Regions from separate parts of the Mus musculus genome. Here region 2 is linked to region 1. Evidence: chromatin contacts called from public promoter capture Hi-C data. All regions are on one chromosome and are shown on one strand. The core of a region is the stretch at or near the end of the contact, and the rest is flanking DNA. Distances in the headings are between cores, read along the strand shown.

Region 1 (5,237 bases), core at 2,159-4,658:
AAACCCAGGGCCTCCTGGTTTTACCAGTGGGAATTTGCTGCAAGCCTCGCCAGTGAGAAGCAGAGCATTTGGGATGCATAATGCAAAATGGAATCACGCGAAGCTCTTTGGGGTGGGCTGTGCGGCTGGTCTCAGGTCTGGGGAGTCATAGGGAGTGAGACTGGGCTGGGTGGAGAGCTGGCGTGGAGACAGCAGAGGTGATCTGGAAGGCCTGCTCTCTATTTCCATTTGAGAAACAGCCGGGGAGAGGGGGGGCTGCAGGTGGCCCAGGATTCCCTCCTTGCCAGCGAGGGCTTCTGAGAATGGAATAGAGCCATCTCTTGGGCAGCCAAAAGATGGGTGGGCTTGGCCACTGGCTTCTCGTACGTGGGGGTAGGGGGCTGCTGGGGTTCTGGGAGAACATGAGTTCCATCAGGGCTGCTTGCTGACCTTTTATTTAAAAAAAATTGTATTGTTTGTTTTCTCTGATTGTAAATCAAATACATGTGCATTGGAGAAAAGCTGGAAGAGCTAAAGAAAACAATAAGATCATTAAGCCTCCTCCCATCCCCCAGAGTCCCCTGAGTCCAGGCCACCGTTGTTTTCTGCCCATCTCTCTTGTTCCCATGTTCTTGTAGAAGTGGTTAAGAATGTGGGCTTTGGGTGACAAGTTGACTCGTTTGCCACCAAGCCTGAGAACCCGAGTTCAAGCATACAAAGAATATGACTCTGCAGCTTTGTGGCCGTGAGTTCAAATCCTGCCTTGGATCATAGTGCTGTGATGAGCCCTAGGAACATGAGAAAGTTCCACTTCTGTCCAGCCTGAAGGGTGACGGAGACGGAGTGTGTAAGAGCAAGTGGCAGCTTCCAGAAGTAAGATAACCAGACGAACAGGAGTCCACAGCATGTTCAGCTTGTAATATCGGCCTTTTTGGCTGTACGGAATTGGGAGAGGTGGGGCTGGAGGGGCAGCCAGGTCAGAAAGCACAGGCATGGATAACTTCCTTGAAGGGTTCTTAAAGCAACTCACTTGCAAGCTGAGTCTGAATTATGGGTGCATGAGATTTTACGTGTCCACCCTCTCTGCGTAGCTCACCCTTCACATAACATTGGAGTCTCTGTTAAGAGCTTGTGAGCATCACGGGAGGATGATCCACCACACAGGCGAATACAGAATAACCCAGCCATTCCTCCACTGTTGGAAGTTGGAGCTATTTGCCCCTTTAATAATCAGAGTGAGTGGCTGTTTTTGGGTTGGTGGTGGGTATCCATAAGGACATGCTCCCCCCACCCAGGGTCATCTCACCCTAGCCCAGGGTTCTCAGGCTGGAGGAACCAGGGTGTGGAGCTACCTCCCCACCCCCACAGGCCTGGCTCAACGGGGCTCTGATGTCACGGAAAGTTGGCTGGCAGCTGCTGGCTCTCACCGGAGCAAGCCGTGCCCGTCTGGCACCCGCCCCTTGACCACAGCTGGGAGGCCAAACCCCATGCTGGGACATCAAGGCTGGGTCTGGGCCTTCTGGGGCCTCGTTGCTTCATCTTCTGCCTGTTCACTTCAGCCCTTTGTTCTAGCCTCATGGCTCCCAGCCCCTCCCCCAGCCCCAGCCCCCTTGGGATGCAGGAGCTGGGGAGAGGTCTCTGGGCTGTTCCTAATTATTACTGTTACCAGGAAGGTCAGGGACAGACAGCAGCTCCCACTGCCCCAAAGCTCACAAGTAGAAAGCACATGGGGGTAAGCATGAGGGAGAGGGGAAGGAGGCCCGAGGAAAAGAATCGTTGAGGATATGGGCCCTGAATTATTCCTTGTTCATTTGTTTGTTTGTTTGTTTGTTTTTGAGATTGCTTAATCACAACCTTTCTGCTTTCCCTCTCTTTCTCTGAAGCCCTCCCGTATACGGCTCCCCAGTCTCCTTCTGTCATCAATTGTTATTACATACATATATTTATGTGTGTGTATGAACACACACACACACACACACATGCATATCCCAAATATAACCTGTTCAGTCCTTTTACATTATTTGTCTGTATTTTCTCAGGGGTACTGGTACAGGGTTTGGTACTGGACAGCCAGTTGCTGTGTTTCCCTGGGGAGGGCCATCTCTCCTGATCCTGGCTTTGCTCAGTTGCCTGTAGTTCTTTCTTTGTGTGAGGTTGAGGTCTTGTGGGATCTTCTCCTGTGCAGACTGCTATGCCCATGGGCGTCTTCCTTGTTCAGCTCACATGTGGGCAGTCATAGTGTTGAGACTTGATGGGTGGAGATTCTGATGTTACCAGGAGACACAATCTCACAGCAAACTCTCTGATCCTCCCCCCCTCTTCCACAATGGTCCCTGAATCTTAGGTATAGGGGAATCTTGTAGATGTATCTGTTGGGATACACCATTGGTTGTATTTTTGGTAGTGGTCCTTATCTATTGGTTACACATACCTATGGGTATAAGGACAAAGGTTTATGAATGATCGCTAGGAGATATTCTGGTTTAATAAATTAGTGGTTGCAGATTCTCCTCCAATCACCAGGACTTCACTAGCATGGAGTAGTTAGCTATGTTTCCAGTACTGGTCATGATATCCCTCTTGTTGAACAAGCAGGTCTTAAGTCCAAGGAGAGAGCATCTGGTTACCACCCAGATATGTGTGCCACTACTGTACCCTAGGGTTACCATGCCCTGCTGCGCACTGATGCGCTTCATAGGTTTCAAAGCTGTGTGGGGCTGCTGGTCGCCTCCCTCCTTTGAAAGCTTGCATGATGCTTTCTGATCTCATGAAAGCTAACTCTCAGGACGAGGGCATTCAGGTCATTTCCAATTCAGGGGACTCTGGGACCTATTTATAAGATGTATAGTGTCCTCAGCAATAGAGACTGTGGTAGACTGAAGAAGAATGGCCCTCATAGGCTCATATATTTGAATGCTTGGTCATCAGGGAGTGGCACTATTTGAGAGGAATTAGGAAGTGTGGCCTTATGGGAGTATGTATGACCTTGTTGGAGGAAGTGTGTCACTGGGGTTGGGGGTGGGATTTAAGGTGTCAAAAGTTCAAGCTAGTCCCATTGTCTGCCTCTTCCTGCTGCCTTCATATTCAGATATAGAACTCTCAGGTATTTCTTCCAGACTGTGTCAGCCTGCATGCCACAACACTCCCCATCATGATAATGAACTAAACCTCTGAAACTGTAAATAATAACACAGTTTAATGTTTCTTTTAATAAAAGTTGCCGAGGTCATGATGTCTCTTCACAGTAATAGACTAAGACAGGAACTTACCTTCTGCCTCTGGAGGGTAACTAAGGGCAACGTAAGTAGGCTGTATGATTTGTGAATCTCTTAAACAGCCCACTGGTCCCTGAGTTATCGTGTGGATATGGGAAGTTCCCTCACCAGATGGAATGCAGGGCTCCCGCTTCATGCTCTTCCTCTGGCTCCTTACAAGGTAAGAGCTTCATACTTTGTGTAAATGAGTGGACAAAGGGTCTTCTGTAGTCAGGCTCAGCCGTCCACAGTCAGAGTTCACAGCAAATTCTGAGGTCTCCCAGCTGTCCATGCTGCGTGCCTCTGGAGCCCATCACCTCAGAAGGCTCTCACAAACAGCCCCTGCAACTAACCCCTACTTGCACACTGAGAGGTTTGCATGTGATGTGATGTGAGTCCGAGCCCCTGAGGCTTTGTGGACCCTGACTGTCTAATCCCCTGATTCTGCGGAGAGTTCCAGCGATTTGCATGAAACCCAGCCACTGGAAACTAAATTCTCTCCTCTCCCCGCCCCTAGCTTCCCTCTCTTTCTCCTCACTCTTCTCCTTCCTCTTCCTCCCATCTCCCCTTTTCCTCCTCTCCTCCTCCCCCGCTCCCCACAAACTAATACTCAGAGACGTGTGCAGCTGCACTCCTGGCTCTGTGATCTTGTCCAACAACCCAACTCTCTGGACTACCAGTGTCTCACCCATAAACAGGGATAAACATGCCTTGTACAAAACAAAAGTGATTTCCCAGCTCCCACCCAACTACACAAGCCAACTACTTGCCAGCTCTGCCTGCCACTGTCCTCCCACAGAGGGGACACTTGAGCTCAGACGAGAGGTGCTTACTCAAGATCTGAACTTGGAGGAGGAGAGTGAGAAGAGTCCTCTCCAAGCTTAAATGTGAGTCCTCCATAGCATCATGCCTGCCCTCCAGTGCTCAGCACCTCTGATGTTAGAGAAGCTCCCAACTGGTTCCAGGAATTGCGGGAAGGCTGGGTGGTGTTAGACCCTACCTTCAGAGCATGAGGATTAGGACTTGTGGCTGAATTCTATCCCTATATGACACTTCTCGTGACCTAGAGGAGTCATTTAACCCATATCCCAAGCCACTGCCAACACCAGCAGCAGAGAAGCATAATTTGACAGCCTCCTGACTTGCAGGCAGGCAGGTATGGGTAGCGGGATCACGGCTAAAGGTTTGTTGTAGCCACAGACAGGTATTAAGTGACCTTGTATGTGACCTGCAGCCTGGAGGAGTTCAGGAGATGCACTCTATGGTAACAAGGATGCTAAAAGTGGTATCAATGCCTACACTGGAGCTTCCAGGCCTCTGAGCATCTTAACTCCTGCTTCTCAGATGTGATTTCTACTCTGGAGAGATGGCTCAGTTGATAAAGTGCTTGCTGCACAAAGGCTGGGACCTAAATGCACTCTCCAATAATCACATAAAGAGCTGTGTGTGGCACTGTGCACTTACAGTCCCAGCAGTGTGCAGCATACAAGCTTAGACAAGTGGACGCCCGGGAATCACTAGCCATGTAGTTTAGCCTACTCAGTGAACCTTGCACCCCATTGAGAGCCTCCATCTCAAAAGTGAAGATGAGGAATAATCCCCAAGGTGGACCCCTGGTCTCCATACCCTTGCATGCCTGTGTACACACACACACAAGCATTACCTCAACACACATACACACACACACACACATACACACACACGAGTTCTCAGGGGCTGAAGAAAGAGCTCAGCAGTTGAGAGTACTGACTGCTCTTCCTAGGGATGTGGGATCAATTTTCTGCACCCACATGGTAGCTTACAACCATTTATACCCTTAGCTCCAGGGGATCCAACGCCCTCCTCTGATATCTGAGGGGTTCAGGTATGAATGTGGTACACAGATATACACTCAGGTGGGACATCCATACACATAAAGTAAAATGAAATAAAATAAAATAATATAATAAGGATTTCGAGTTCAGCTGCCAGCTTCCATGGGCAGGAAAGTGTGTGGTTTCCCCT
Region 2 (5,411 bases), core at 2,602-5,101, 220 kb before region 1:
CCTAAGTGTGTCCTCAGCCTGCCCTGCTGTTTGTCCACCTTTGCTCTGCTCAGCCCTCCGGGGTACCCCGCCTCCCACTGCTTTACAGCATCCAGGGATTTAGGAGAAGGAAAACGGCTGCACCTGGTCCCACCTTTTGTACTTTGGTGTTGTATTAGTAATTTTTCATTCACTCTGACAAATACTGGAGATAATTACATTACAAAGAGGAAAGGCTTGATTGGGCTTATAGTTCCGCAGAGTCTGGCCTATGGCTAGGTGGACTTGTTGCTGGGTAGAGGGATGTCAGGTCACAGTGGAGTACAGAGCTGAGCAGAGTGTTTCACTTCTCGTACAGCGTGAAGAGAGGAGAGAAAGAGCTAGAGCCCCGCGATGTCCTTCAAGGGTGCATCCCCGGGACCTGAGCAACCCCCTCCCTTCCTGAAAGCTTTAAGCCCTGCCCCCATACTGCAGTCAGGGGTCAGGCCTTTAACACAGGCTTCAAGCGATAGTGCCACTAAGTATCTTCTCACACAGTGATTGGCCTGGGTCTCCTGAGTGGAATACCAGCCTGCACCCTTAGATCAGGCTCTGCTTCCTGTGGGCCCTGGAAAGCCCTTCTGAAGAGCTTCGTGCCATCCCAGTAGAGAACAGATTGCAGGTTCCTGATGCTGGTAGCTTCTCACAGCCCACTTGTGCTTGCTGGGATGTTCTGGGCTTCCTGTTACTACTTGCTGTTGATCTCATCGGAGCTTTGTGAATCCGAGAATCTGTCTGGAGATTGTCAGGTCTCCACCGTAAACCCATAGCACTGGGGAAAACCTGCCCCTGAAGAACCTGGGTGTTTGGTTCTTTTTGTCTCTTTTAATAATTATTTATTTTTAATTTCTAGATAGAATCTCACTCTATGCCAGACTGGCCTTGGCCTCATAGAGATCCACCCACTTCTGCCTCCAGTGTGCTGGGGTGGAAAGCATTGCCTCCACACCCTAGCTGATGGTATCTTCGTTTACTAGGTTAATTATAGAATCATCCACTAAATAAAATTGCACCTCACGTAAGATTCTTCTATGGGAATGTTAGGAAGAAGCTAGGCCTGGGGAGGTGAGCCGTTCTGTCTAGTCTCCCCTCTGCCCTGCCAGCCCCATGCTGAGAGGCATCACTTATGTTCTGGAACAGAGCGCCCCCTGACAGCCCACAGTGTGGTGCAGTTGCTCGGCAGGATCAGGGTGGGAGCTGCCTGCCTGGGACAAGCCTGGCTTCCAGTAGGTTGTCACTGGTGGGCATGGCATCACTGGGACAGCTGAGATGACCTGAAGGAAGGGGAAGGGCACAGAAAGCACGCTGCTCCTTGGTTATTGAGTTTGAGCACTGCGCTGAGCCATGGCTCCATCGTGCTAACTGTGTGACCATCCCCGCACGGAGCGGCCTAAGCTTTCCTTTTATCATCTATGGAATGAAGGCTTAGCTGAGTCACCTGCATGTTCTAGACAGCCATTTAACTCCGTGGAAGGCTTGTCTCTGGCAGGAGCAGTACCCTCCCAGCCAGCCCTGATATTTAAGAGGTCATCTCTGAGTACCTCAAGTCACAAGGGCCCTGACTTCTGCTGGTGGGCCCTCCCCTCACATCAGCTCTGGGACTCCTCTGCCTGCTCTCTCACCCCTCCCCTGCTTCCCAGAGTTCATTTAGCTGGGACTGTTCCCCAACTGTCCCAGGTGCTCTAGGGTAACATCAGCCTGTCTGCCTTTCCTCAGGGCTCGTGTTCCCCAAGTGGCCTCTTTTGTCTCCTCCCTCCCCCAACCCCATTTCTGAGCTGGACTGGTCCCAGGTAACAAGCTTGGCTTAATTTCCCAGTTCCATATAAAGGCTGACAAAACTGAGCTCTGGCTACACACCAGTCGCACCTGCGCCTCCTGCCCCTCCTGCAAGCGGTAAAGCTTCCAGCATCCCTCGTCATTGCCCTAAGTTCTCCTTAGTGAGAACGTCAGCTTTAGTTGAGATCCACTAGTTCCACTGATAATATGTCACCTCTCAGTTTGGAGAGTATTAGTGTCATGTCACTATAAAGATGTCCTGGAGCTTAGAAAGAAGGTTTGGAGGCTCACGTCTAATGTCTGTCAGCTCACTGGTTTGGTCTCCCATGTTAATGGTAGGGACATGTGATGGGGTAAGTGGTCATGAGAGAGCAAGATGGGGGGGGGGTGTTGAGCCCCACAGCATCCTTTCAGGGCACGCCCTCTCTGAGTACCCCTTGCACTTCACCCCTTAAAGGCCACAGTGCTCTCCACTGCCACCATCTGAGGACCAAGCCTTTACATTTGGGTCTTTGGGAGACTCACCAAGGTGTACACTGCTCTGTAACTGCACACGCTGCCTTCGCCTTCTGTGTATACCTGTCAGTTGAGCGTCACCCTGGCTTCCTTCTGTGTACACCTGTCAGTTGAGTGTCACCTTGGCTGCCTTCTGTGTACACCTGTCAGTTGAGCGTCACCCTGGCTTCCTTCTGTGTACACCTGTCAGTTGAGTGTCACCTTGGCTGCCTTCTGTGTACACCTGTCAGTTGAGCGGCACCTTGGCTGCCTTCTGTGTACACCTGTCAGTTGAGCGGCACCTTGGCTGCCTTCTGTGTACACCTGTCAGTTGAGTGTCACCTTGGCTGCCTTCTGTGTACACCTGTCAGTTGAGCGTCACCTTGACTGCCTTCTGTGTACACCTGTCAGTTGAGCGGCACCTTGGCTGCCTTCTGTGTACACCTGTCAGTTGAGCGTCACCTTGACTGCAGTGTTAAAGCTGCTCATACATCTCAGTGGCTCCTCCCCAGGAGCAGGAGCGCAGCTTCAGGTCCCTTTGTAATCTAGGCATGTGCTTTGTGGAGAAAACAGTCACTGGGCCTCCTACCTCCCTGCCAGGTGAGAGGTCAGCATTAACTGACACCAGGGCCTGACATTATCCTGAGAGAATTAGAGCAAGAGCTTAACAAGATGCAGGAACAGTTATCGCCAGCAGGGGTCTCCCTCTACTTTTAAGTGACTAATTTTCCTGCCAGGGATTTAAGTCTGTGAGAAATCCCCAATGCCAGGAACTGCTTGCTTCTCAAGGGACAGAGTCCTCACTGCTGTTCTCTAGAGACCATTTTGTTCAAGTGACAGTGCAGGCATTTGCGCTACATGGGACAGCACCCATCACACACACACACACACACACACACACACACACACACGCATGCATTCACGCACTCACTGAGGGGGAGGTGGATTAAAACTAACTGAATATAAATATAAAAGAAAGGCTATGATCTGAGTGTTGTATAGTCATTATCATCGGAACCGTTACTGTTGGCATAAAGGAGAGGGCTATGGAGCGGCTATACCTACGGACAGAGCTCCTGCCCTAACTGAGCCAAAGCTATGAGGAAGCCAATTGTTATGAAGAAGACCATAACAGAGAGAAGCCCCACGGCAGATAATTCTGAAAAATCCCCGAGAGCAATGTGAACAACACAGCACTGGGAAGTCTAGCTGTGACCTGCGTGGCTTCAGGAGAGATGTTGAAAGCAATCTCTTCAGTTAGTGGATGGGAGCTGGCTCTCACTTGAACTTTATTGTACCCTGTGCTAATTAACTAGTTAATTGATTTATTGAAGCCCTAATTGTTTTTTTTGGGGGGGGTTATGGGCCATAGTAAGGCTTTGTGCCTAGTTACAAGGGCAAAAGTCATCTTGGGGTGCAGTTTACCCACAGAGCTGGTTGGGAAGATGGTGTTCAAGTTCTAGAATACACTAAGCTCAAACAGACTCAGGAGCAGTTGCCAGGCAGGTTGGCTGGGAGGCAGCCTTCCCAGTAGGTCTTAAAGATGAGCTTTGTTATGTTAAAGGCAGGAGGAAGTTTGCAGCTAAGTGTCTCTCTACAGTCAAATGGCACTTTCATATCCCAGCCTCCCTGGAGTCACCAGAGAAAGCATGCAGTCTCCTGTCTCCGAAGGCTGGGGAGACGCTGGACTGGCTGCTTAGAAATGTTTATGTGAAGGGGGAAAGGTGTAAGTGGACCCCTGATTTATCTGTCGAGCAGAGTTCCCAATACTGTTTTATTGCTCAGTGGCTCCACAAGCGGTGACCTCTAACCCTAGCAACACTAGGAGGTGGAAGTCAGGAGCCTGCCTCGCCTTTGAACTCGCCTTTGTACTCAGCTGACCAGAGGCCTTCGAGGCGGCAGGGCTTGACCATCTTGTCTTCTCTCAGGTCGCCAGCACTCAGGAAAACCGAAGCAGCGAGTCTCTGCTCTGTTGCATCTCACTGTAGTTTGTGGTTGCCTAGGAGATATGCCACATCTGTATGCAGCAGGGGAGCCTTGGGGATGGTGGCATCTGAGTAGGGGATGGACAGGCCACTGCTTAGCAAGTAAGCCCAAGGGTGCAGCACCCAGACAGAGCTGTGCCCGTCTGTGCCTGTGCCCACATGCTTCATGTGTGGGCGAGCAACTCGAGGGTGCTCTAGTTTGCCTCATTTATACAGAATCTCCATGCATTGAATTCCAGGATTTGGTTTCCATAGCCACTGCTGTTTTGATGCCCCAACCTTGAAGGGAGGGCAGTGTCACACCAATTATTTGAGTCTGAGATGGGTCAGAACTCTCAGCAGAGCAGCCAGAGCCAGAAGTGTTGTAGGCTTCCTTCCCTGCAGGGGTCTGCACAGATGGTGCAGTTCTTCAGGACACAGTGCCTTTGTTTTGTTTTTCATGGCCTGCATTCCCGGTCTCAGTATCAACGAATATACCATCTCTCCAAAGCTGTTATTAGTGGGAACCTCAATCCTTAAATTAAAGTTTAATCTGGTAAACATATATAATTAAAAAATATATTGGTTCATTTTTGTCTTAACAGTGTTTTCTGTTTGGTCTATATTTCTTTTTTGTTCGTTTGTTTAGATTTACTTATTTTTATTTTGTGCATGGGAGTGTTTGCTCGCATATTTTGTCAGTGTGCCACCCCAGTGCCTGGCCCATGGAGATTAGAGGAGGATGCCAGGTCCCCGAGAAACGGAGCTACAGACAGTTGTGAGCCACCTTGTGGGTGCAGGGAATTAACTGCTGGGCCTGGGCCGTTGTTCCAGCCCCTTAGGCTTTCAGGTTTGAAAGTGTTCTGCAAGTCCCTCATGTGTCTAGCTCCTCAGCCACCCAGCTCTGTGTTATCCAGGGATCCCTTGTGCTGCTGGCCTGTCTTGTCCCTAAGGTTGTCTGGCAGTCTGCCCATTATCCCTACCCAGCATACCCCAGTTTACAAAGCAGATTCTTTCTACAGGAGGGAGATCGACTGTTGGAAGAGTCAGCTTTTACGTGCACTAATCTTCCAAAGACTACACAGCCAAGGCAGGCAGGGCATACACTGTTCTGCCACAAATGCGCTCAGACCCCAGGGCCATTTGGCCTGGGCTGTG

The links. Promoter capture Hi-C pulls out the DNA fragments that hold promoters and counts their contacts.
Region 2: a promoter capture Hi-C map of the 3T3-L1 cell line shows a contact between it and region 1, with 3 times the contacts expected there. The contact joins two enhancer-like sites. A contact is called at or near these places in 8 of 39 promoter capture datasets (the 3T3-L1 cell line, the C10 cell line, cranial neural crest and 4 more), 1 of 484 Hi-C or Micro-C datasets (the G1E-ER4 cell line) and 1 of 115 datasets of contacts at active chromatin or transcription factors (astrocytes).

What each region holds. Positions count from the first base shown.
Region 1 is chr2:93,564,097-93,569,333 of GRCm38.p6, reverse strand. No RefSeq gene overlaps it. Among named protein-coding and RNA genes, the nearest start is that of Gm33061, 14 kb to the left of the region's middle. Within about 2 kb of position 3,408, at least 7 of the 459 cell types and tissues checked have an H3K27ac peak or open chromatin away from gene starts, as enhancers often do.
Region 2 is chr2:93,784,016-93,789,426 of GRCm38.p6, reverse strand. The region is part of intron 7 of Ext2 (exostosin glycosyltransferase 2); the gene reads left to right. Among named protein-coding and RNA genes, the nearest start is that of Ext2, 36 kb to the left of the region's middle. Within about 2 kb of position 3,851, at least 39 of the 459 cell types and tissues checked have an H3K27ac peak or open chromatin away from gene starts, as enhancers often do.